2 separate regions of the Mus musculus genome follow, and region 2 is linked to region 1. The links are chromatin contacts, called in public ChIA-PET maps. All regions are on one chromosome and are shown on one strand. Each heading gives the region's core, a stretch centred on a gene start, on an enhancer-like site or on the middle of the called end of the contact. The rest is flanking DNA. Distances are from core to core; before and after follow the strand shown.

Evidence for each region. ChIA-PET counts read pairs in DNA pulled down with a chosen protein or histone mark.
Region 2: an RNA polymerase II ChIA-PET map of memory CD8 T cells shows a contact between it and region 1, with 5 read pairs. The contact joins the promoter of Paqr4 here to the enhancer-like site in region 1. A contact is called at or near these places in 7 of 39 promoter capture datasets (cranial neural crest, embryonic stem cells and trophoblast stem cells), 1 of 15 datasets of contacts at CTCF or cohesin (embryonic stem cells), 2 of 115 datasets of contacts at active chromatin or transcription factors (embryonic stem cells and memory CD8 T cells) and 3 of 9 other capture datasets (embryonic stem cells, liver and pancreatic islet).

Annotation. Positions count from the first base shown.
Region 1 is chr17:23,618,605-23,623,181 of GRCm38.p6, reverse strand. It overlaps the pseudogene Gm7912. Among named protein-coding and RNA genes, the nearest start is that of Zscan10, 20 kb to the right of the region's middle. Within about 2 kb of position 2,646, at least 22 of the 459 cell types and tissues checked have an H3K27ac peak or open chromatin away from gene starts, as enhancers often do. A contact at or near this core is called in memory CD8 T cells, where this site is marked.
Region 2 is chr17:23,738,796-23,743,757 of GRCm38.p6, reverse strand. Paqr4 (progestin and adipoQ receptor family member IV) reads left to right here and starts at 3,428. Exons shown (of 3, transcript NM_023824.3): 1 at 3,428-3,898. The coding sequence starts at 3,733. It overlaps Kremen2 (kringle containing transmembrane protein 2), which reads left to right. Exons shown (of 10, transcript NM_028416.2): 4 at 1-5; 5 at 79-203; 6 at 385-538; 7 at 864-1,196; 8 at 1,276-1,401; 9 at 1,483-1,561; 10 at 1,787-2,559. The coding sequence ends at 1,997.

The sequences.
Region 1 (4,577 bases), core at 1,397-3,896:
GCTGTTCCTCTGCATGTGTGTGTGTGTGTGTGTGTGTGTGTGTGTGTGTGTGTGTTGGGGGAGAATCTTTTAATTTAGGACAAAATCTTAATTTACTATGCAAAAATCCCTTCTTTTTTTCTTTTAATATTATATTTTGCACATTGATTTAAAAAAAAAAGATTTGCTGGGCGTAGTGGCGCATGCCTTTAATCCCAGCACAAAATTTACTTATTTTATGTATATGAAAGGGCACCAGATCCCACTACAGATGGTTGTGAGCCACTATGTAGTTGCTGGGAATTGAACTCAGGACCTCTGTTAGAGAGGTCAGTGCTCCTAATTGCTGAGTTATTACTCCAGCCCCTAAAATCCTGGACTGGAGAAATGGCAGCAGTTAAGACTAAGTTCAGTTCCCAGCACCTACCCAGTGGCTCACTACCAACCTATCACTGCGATCCCAGAGCATCTGCCAGCCTCTTCTGACCTCTGCAGGTACCAGGCAAGTATGTGGTTCACTTGCATACATTCAGGCAAAATACTCTTACACATAAAATAATAAAATAGATAAACTCTAAATATTTTTAAAAGTTTCCTTTTTTTTAGCCTTCTTCATCAAAAATACATTTACTCGTAAAACTTTCACATTGCTTCTTGTTTAAATGACTTCTAATATTTTTTATGTTATATGCATGGGTATTTTGCTTGCAAGTATGTCTGTGTCCTGTGTATGTGTCTGGTGCCTGTGGAAGCCATTGAGGGTATCCGATCCCCTGGAACTGGAGTTACAGATGTTGTAAGACCTCGTGTGGGTGCTGTTAACTGAACACAGGTCTCCTGCAAGAGCACAGTGCTCCTACCTTCTGAGCCATCTCTTCAGCCCTGGAATTTTTTAAAACTATTTTTTACTTATGTATATTAGGGTGTCAGCCTGTCTGTATGTGCATTGGATATGGAGAGGTGCCTGTGGTGTGTGTGTGTGTGTGTGTGTGTGTGTGTGTGTGTGTGTGTGTGTTTGCTTGATCCCCTAGAACAGAAGCTTCAGGCTGTTATAAGCCACCATGCAAGTTCTGTGAATGGAGACTGGGACCTCTGGAAGAGCAGCAAGTGCTCTTAACCACTGAGCCGACTCTCCATCACCTACCCTCTCAACCTCTTCCTCCCTTCACTCCAAATGCCACCCCTTCCTTCTTCAAGTCCTCTCCTTTTAATTGACTGATTGATTAGTTTTTATTTTGTAACGCCTTTAGTCCAGTTAGTATTGTCTGTTGGGCAACTGGGCATGCTCAGGAGGACTTAGTGGGCTGGGGAATTGGGCAGGAAAAGGGATCTAACCTGGATGTTCCTGGTAGAGAGATGGCCTGACAATGGAGCTTGGGGAAGTAGGGGACAGCATGCGGCTCAGAGCATTCTCGTGTCTTCTAAAGCACTAACAACAATAGTCTTGTGCCTCTGCTCTCACTGGCTTGACCTTGCGCTTTTGCGGATGAGCAGAGCTACAGTGAACTCATCTGTACAGTGGAGTGGCCGTGTGCAGAAGCCAGCCTTTCGCAGCTCTCTTTCCCCTTCTTCTGCTCCTCCCTTCTTCCCATCCCTCTTCCTCAGTGCTCCCCGAGCCTTAGTCTGGGGCTAGGGAGGAGCACCACTTGAGTCTCAGCATTAACTGCTGCCCATTGTCCTGAGAAGCTTCTCAATACTGTGAGTTAACAGTATTGTTTTCTTCTCTCTGGCCTATGGGTTTCTGAGCCATGGGCTTTTAAAACCAGATTTATGGGTGTAGTGGTGCAGCACTTTCTTCCGGTAAAATCCACCGTGAAGAAGAAAGAACATCAGGAGCTAAGGTTTAGTTTAAACCTGTAGTGGCTGCTTGGAAAATGAAGATGCTCTTAAAAAAACAAGAAGAAAAAAAAAAAAGAAAGAAAGAAAAGAAAAGAAAAGAAAAGAAAAGAAAAGGAAGATGCAGACTCCAGATTGGAGGCTTATGTGTTTGTCATGCAAAGGCAGCAGACTAAAGGAGAGACGTGACTGCCCTGAGCAGTGACTGAAAACTGTAAGCCCTGGAACAGATTTGTGGAAGACGAGGGACATCTAAGCATTCCATATTGGAAGAAGAGACTTTGTTTTTGTTTGTTTTTTCGAGACAGGGTTTCTCTGCATATCCCTGGCTGTCCTGGAACTCACTCTCTAGACCAGACTGGCCTCGAACTCAGAAATCTGCCTGCCTCTGCCTCCCAAGTGCTGGGATTAAAGGCAAGTGCCACCAAGCCAGGCCTAAGAAGAGACTTTTATACATGAAAAAAAAATGCCTTTGTTTAGTAAATCACACAAAAATCCAGCAGAAATTGTCAAAATTCTGAAAGACAACCTGGCCGTTTTGGAAAAGCAAGACAAAAAGACAGATAATGCTTCATCAGAAGTGACAAGATCTCTGTAAGCAATGAAGGAAATTCTGTGTGGAATAAATGACAAGGACCCCACCCCCACCCCCAGAAGCAGTGGCTCAGCTGGCACAGGAGCTCCACAGCAGGGGGTTGCTGGTGACACCAAAAAAAGATGTGATCCAGATAGTCAACAACATCCTGAGAAGACAGATTGGTACCTGGTGTCCTACTGTGGAGTGCGTCAGTTCTCATCTTCACATCCTGTTTATGCTTCTCAAAGGCTGTAAAGGCCCACAGGTTGCCTTACAGTGTGGTTGTGGATTACGCTGAGAGAGTGTTTTCAACATGAGCCACTTGTCAAGTCGTCCTCTTCTCTAATCAGTCAGAGACTTCAAGTGCGTGGCGCTGTCCACATCTGATATCGCTTCAGATGCCGTTGCTACTCTCAAGGATTTGTTAACCAGATACAAAGTGATGGTAGCAGACTTCTTAGAAGAATTATGACACTATTTTTGAAGATGATGAGAAACTGCTGCAGTCTGAGAACTCCGTGACAAAGAGACAATCTTTAAAGTTGCTCGTTGAGCTGATCCTGAATTGCCACAATTTCACCATTATGACTCAGGTATATCAACAAGCTGGAGAACCTGAGACCGATGATGAACCTGCTTCTAGACAAAAGCCCAAACCTCCAAGTAAAAGCCTTTCACGTCTTTAAGGTGTTTGTGGCCAGCCCTCACAAAATGCAGCCTATCGAGGAGATTCTGTTAAAAAATCAGCCCAATTCCTGCAGGGAGATTCCTGCTTGCATGTTGAAAGGACTATTTTTAACAATGGAGAAGAAAAGCTGAGACATGATGAGAAAAGCTGCTGAAGCATCCCAAACCTTGGAAATCAAGCAACTACTGGCTGTTGCCTTCTCACCTTCAAGTGAAAGACAACAATTGTGAGGATACTTCCACACCAGGCTCAAGGACCAGGCAACAATTGGACTGAGCATGGGGACCCCAATGGAGAAGTTAGAAGAAGAACTGAAGGAGCTGAAGGGGTTTGCAACACCATAGGAAGAACAACAGTATCAACCAACGAGACACCACAGAGCTCCCAGGGACTAAACCAATGAATACACATGGAGACACCCAGGGTTGCAGTTGCATGTGTAGCAAAGGATGGCCTGATCTGGCATTAATGGGAGGAGAAGCCCTTGGTCCTGTGAAGGCTTGATGCCCCAGCATAGGGGAATACTAAGACAGTGAAGCAGGAGTGGGTGGGTGGGTGGGGGAGCACGCTCATAGAAGCAGGGAGGAGGGGGGCAGAAAAGGGAGTTTTTTGAGGGGAAACAGGGAAGGAGGATACAGAGTGAGTTCCAGAACAGCCAGGGCTACACAAAGAAACACTGTCTTGAAAGAAAAAAAAAATTGAAATGTAAATAAATAGTGGCTATCAAAAAAAAAAAAAAAAAAAATCAGCCCAAACTCAATGAGTTTCTGAGCAGCTTCCAGAAAGCAAGGACAGATGATGGGAAGTTGGCTGATGAGAAGCACCACCCGATTAAACAGATTTGAGACTTGAAGAGAGCAGCCCCGCAAGGATGGCCCTACCCTGACAGCCATTTGTCTCCCCTGACCAGTGTGGACAGTGCTGTTTCAAAATCTCTGTTTTTGGGAAGGCTTTGGAGGTCCTGTCTTTCTCAATTCATTGTTCAAGGTAGATGAAATAAAAACATTTGAGTGGAGAAAAAAAATCAGCCTAAAATAATATATTCATTTTAATCAAGTCTGTGATTGCTCATGGTATCAACCATTATGTTAATCATTGATCAAAAGCAGTGTAAGTCGAGCTGGACCCTGGGTCACCCAGGACATCAAGTCAAGGAACACGCAATGAGAGGGGACCCATCTGCTTTTGTTTATTTAGACAGGCTTTTTCAGGCACTGAAGAGATGGTAGACAGGACTGCATTCTCTGCTCGGTGTGCACCTTCCTTCCCTGCCTCTGCCTCCCAGGTAGTAAGTGGTTCCTGACATATGTAAGTAGGAACAGGTGCCCACCATGTCTGACCTATGACCCATGCCCATTCCAATTTTTGAGGGCTAGTCTGGGAGCAGCTGAGAGCCAAGTGAGATCAGTAGAGGTTACAGGGACAGAGAACACCCATGGGCTGTGACTCTCTCAGAGGAGAACTGCAAATAGGTGGCTGTAATCAGCAGTGCTCTGA
Region 2 (4,962 bases), core at 2,179-4,678, 120 kb before region 1:
TCACAGTGAGTAAAGTCAAGAGCCCACCCAGCCGGAGGGTCACTCAGAGGTGAGACACTGACTCTGCTCCCTCCACAGTGCCTGGGTACCTGGGCTGCTTCGTGGACTCTGGGGCACCCCCTGCTCTCAGTGGTCCCAGTGGCACCTCCACAAAGCTCACTGTCCAAGTGTGCCTTCGATTCTGCCGCATGAAGGGCTACCAGGTACTGTCCTAGAGCCCAGGCCAGTGACCCCTGACCTTGACCTCAGCACCCTACCCAGCTCCCAACACAAATGCCAAACTTGACACTAACTTCTGAACCCCACCAATTCCCTACTTCCCGCCCCACTACTCACCCATATCCACCATCCCTGCCTTTGGGGTCACCCAGTCTGTGCTCCCAGCTGGCTGGTGTGGAGGCTGGTTATGCCTGCTTCTGTGGCTCTGAAAGTGACCTGGCCCGCGGACGTCCAGCCCCTGCCACCGACTGTGACCAGATCTGTTTTGGCCACCCAGGCCAGCTCTGTGGAGGCGATGGACGACTAGGCATCTATGAAGGTGAGACGTAGACCAGAATGAAGGGTGGAGTCTAATGTGCCATTCCTCCACTAGGAGTGGAATCAGGAAGCCTTCTGTTGGAATGGGGCGTGTTAAGGAGACTAAGAATGAAGGCAGGATCTGTAAAGGACTTGAGGCTGAACCTGATGGTGAAGCCAGCACTTAATTAGGAATTGGTTCGAAGGAGGGGCCTATTTAAAGAAACTGAGCGGTGCCAGTACTGGGGTGGGAATGAGACCTAGCTCGAAAAGGGGACTCTTTCCACCTGCGCTGGAAAGAAAGCCAAGCTGGCCTCTTGTTTCTTGACCGCCTGCTCTGCCCGCAGTGTCTGTGGGCTCCTGCCAGGGAAACTGGTCGGCTCCTCAAGGAGTCATCTACTCCCCGGATTTTCCGGATGAGTATGGACCAGACCGGAACTGCAGCTGGGTATTGGGCCAACTGGGCGCTGTGCTAGAACTCACCTTCCGCCTCTTCGAGTTGGCTGATTCTCGAGACCGGCTGGAGCTACGCGACGTCTCGTCCGGCAACCTACTCCGTGCCTTCGACGGCGCCCATCCGCCGCCTCCGGGACCGCTGCGCCTGCGCACTGCTGCGCTGCTGCTCACCTTCCGCAGCGACGCAAGAGGCCATGCTCAAGGCTTCGCGCTCACCTACCGCGGTGAGCCAGGGGCCAGTCCTTCTGACGCCGCCCACACAACCGCACTCCTGGCCACCTCGCCTCACACCTCTCTCCGCAGGGCTGCAGGATACAGTGGAGGGCAGAGCATCTCCAGAGGATTCAACTGAGAGTCTCGCAGGGGACCCCGATGGGGCTAACGCGAGCTGCAGCCCCAAGCCCGGAGCTGCACAGGCTTCGATAGGTGGTGAGGCTGATTTACAAGGTGGGAGTTAAACAAGGAGTGGCTTTTCGGAGGCCTGTCCTCATCACACCCCTGTGCCCACAGCCCGAGTCTTCTCCACCGTGACGGCCTTCTCTGTGCTGCTGCTGTTGCTCCTGTCCCTACTGCGTTTGCTGCGTCGACGGTGCGGGCGCTGGGGCAGGGCCTGAGGGCAGAGCCCGCACTGGGCGCCTGATGCCTCGTGCCTCGGGTGTGGGGTCTCCGGTGGGAAGCCTGGGCTGGGGGACGAAGCTAGGAAGGCCCTGGGTTCTTGAGTGGGCGAGGCCGTGGGAGAATTGGTTTGCAGGCAGAGCAGGATGTTAGAGGCAGGGCTGGGTATGGGTCCAGCTGACGTCTGCTCCCTCCCTAGGAGCTGTCTGCTGGCTCCAGGAAAAGGGTCTCTGGCCATGGGACCTTCCCGGGGCCCCGGGAGAAGCTGGGCTGTGTGGTACCGCCGGCCCCGAGGGGTGGCCCTGCCCTGTCCCCCAGGGGACTCTCAGGCTGAGGGTCCTGCTGCGGGCTACCGTCCCCTGAGTGCCTCCAGCCAGAGCTCCTTGCGCTCGCTCGTCTCTGCTCTCTGACCCCAGACGTACGTGAGTCCATCACCACTTCTGCCAGCGAGATGGACACCCGAGATATTATGCAGCACCCTACCTCGACCTTGTGCCCCTTTAAAAGCAGCTCGGTCTCTGATCATCTCGGGAAGACCAGAAGATCGGACAGGAAGCATCCAGTGCTATTTGGGAACTTGGCCTGACCCTTGGGGTCCAGATGACTGAAGCCAAAGGACAAAGGGAATCCAACACCCTAATTCATGGACCTTGATGTGATGGGTGGTGTTTGGTTTCAGGGTTCTTTGCGCCTCTTTTGGGGATGGTCCTGGACTGCTGCCCTCGATGAAAGGTTAGGGGCCAACAAAAGTGATCTAAAGCCGGGCGTGGTGGCGCATGCCTTTAGTCCCAGCACTCGGGAGGCAGAGGCAGGAGGATTTCTGGCCAGCCTGGTCTACAAAGTGAGTTCCAGGACAGCCAAGGCTATACAGAGAAACCCTGTCTCAAAAAACAAAACAAAACAAAAACAAAAACAAAACAAAAGTGATCTAAAGACTCAGTATAGACTTAAAATAAAAGGCCTATTTTGGTAGAGGCTTTAGCAAGTTCTTTGCGCGAGGAAGAACCTGTCGATAAGGGTGTGGGCAGGGGGGCTGCAGGTGGGATGCTGGGTGTCCACACTGTGAGCTTTCTTATGAGAGGATGTGGAAGTTGGTCTTGGGTAGTTTTATGAGGAAGAAGCGCCTTCCTTGTCCCTGCCAGAGTAGAAGAGAACCGACCTTGCTTCCCTGGTCTCCTGCCTTTGCCCGTTCCTTGCCTGTACTGGGCAGGGCTAAGGGTGTGCTTTGTGGGCGATAAAAGGGAGTGAATTGGGTGGAACCCAAGCTCGAAGCAGCCTGGCCGGAAGGGCTGGGCCTCGCTAAGGGTTCCAGGTGCACCACACATCTTAGACGCTTGGGTTCCCCGCCAATGGAAATATGCCTCCAAAGTGGGTAAGCGCCTGCGCTGCTCAGGACTCTTCTGGGGGGTGTGGGGGGTGGTGGTGGGGCGCTTAGCCAGCAGCACCTTGGACAGAGTCTGACTGTGGGTTTAGAGCTGGGTAGCCGGGTTATGTGCTTGAGGTAGGTGCCCAAAGGTGCGGCAACCTGAAGGTCATTAAGAAAGCTGGGGTGTGATAATGTTGGTAGACCCAAGGTGCTAGGCCACTCCAGTGGAGGAGCCCGACACAGAAACTCGCGTCGCAAGCCAACAGCCACTCCACGCAAAGAAGGCTGGAACCGCATATGTTAAAAAGAGAAGGCATGGGCGGTCTCGGGGCGGAGCATCTCCGTCCGCAGAGCCCATTGGTCCCTGCAACAAGAACGTCAGGAATCCAGCGCGCGAAACACAGGCAGGGTGGCGGGGGCGAGGAGCCGGGGTGGAGCCTGCTGTCCCCTCCGGCGTCCGGCCGCGCCCGTCCTCCGGGCTGCGGCGAGACGCCTGGCTGCCGTTGCGGCCAACCGGAGCTCTCCCTCCGCCGCTCTGCTACGGTGGAGCTGAATGCACTGAGCTCCGACCTGGGGTTGCCAGCTTTCTCTCCCTTGCGGGGGCGTCGAACTCGCGCGTGCGCAGCGCGTGAGGGAAGGGGGCCGGGACCTCCTTGCTGACCCGGGCAGGGCCACCGGATAGCCGGAGGTGAATCGGGATGAGCTTCCCAGCGCTGCAGCTCCACTGAGAAGGAAGCCCAGGCGCAGAGGGTCGCCGGTCGGCCGCAGTGCGTGAGGCCATGGCATTCCTGACCGGGCCTCGTCTCCTGGACTGGGCTAGCTCGCCGCCGCACCTGCAGTTCAATAAGTTCGTATTAACCGGCTACCGGCCGGCCAGCAGCGGCTCGGGCTGTCTGCGCAGCCTTTTCTACCTACACAACGAGCTGGGCAACATCTACACACACGGTAGGTGAGCCGCGCCCCGATTCACGCTTCTTGCACTCGCGGCCGCCTTGCCTGTGAGCACAGCAGCCCCCCAAGCTCAAGTCCTGGACTGTCCCTGCTCTGGTTGGGTCAGGCGCCGCGGTGACAAAGCTGCCATTGTCCCAAGCTTCGTTGCCAGCTCCTGCTTTCCCAGTAGTGCCCCAAAGCAGGACAGGGGAGCAGAGTGAGAGCCAGCTTAATCCGGCTGAGCTCTAGGGGTAAGAATCCTGGTATCCCCTTGATAATCCTGCGCCTTGGGCACCCTCCCCCTCCAGCGCTCATCCTGGAGATGGGCGTTCACTGGCTAGGAGGAATTGGAGAGAAGACTGCCCCTGCCTGACCCAAGCCCTTCCTCGCGATAGCCTTGAGTCCCCACGACCATAGCAGTACCGTGGGGCTCCGCTTTCCCCCACCCCGCCCCCCAACACACTTCTTGCGGGCCCCTAGAGCTCTGCTGACACAGCCCTGGCCTGTCCTTGAGCCGCCCCAGCTGGGAGAGGGAACTAGAGCCAGCTAGGTTTAGACTTGGGCTTTTCTCTAGAGGAAGAGCGCTATTGTCTAGTCAGACCCCCACCAAGAGTGGGGCTGATGCCTGCATTTGTCCTCTATTAAGGCAATGCCAACTGGTTGTGGGGAAGGGAGGAATGTCCAAGAAAGGCCAGCACTGGAAAGAACAGAGCTGAAAGCGCCCCAGTGGAGACAGGATAGGCTTCTTCCAGTCCTTTCCCCTCATTCTGGCCTTTCCTGGCTTTCTTTATGGAAAACAAAAAGACCCAAAGCCTCCATCTGCCTGGACATTTGACAATGTTAAGTAACCCTGAGGCTGGTATGTCCCTCCTGTCCTAATCAGAACTCAGGCTGAGGTCATGCTTCTCCAGATTTCTGCAGGACGGACAGACAGACAGACAAGACAGACCTGGTCTGGCCTCCTGTGTGGCAGGGAGGAACTGTGGCTTTAGCCAGGAATTGGTCTGCCCTGGTTCATCATCCTCTCTCCTTTGCCTACTCGCTGGGCTCAGCTGGGACAGATTACTCCAAGCTAGTTT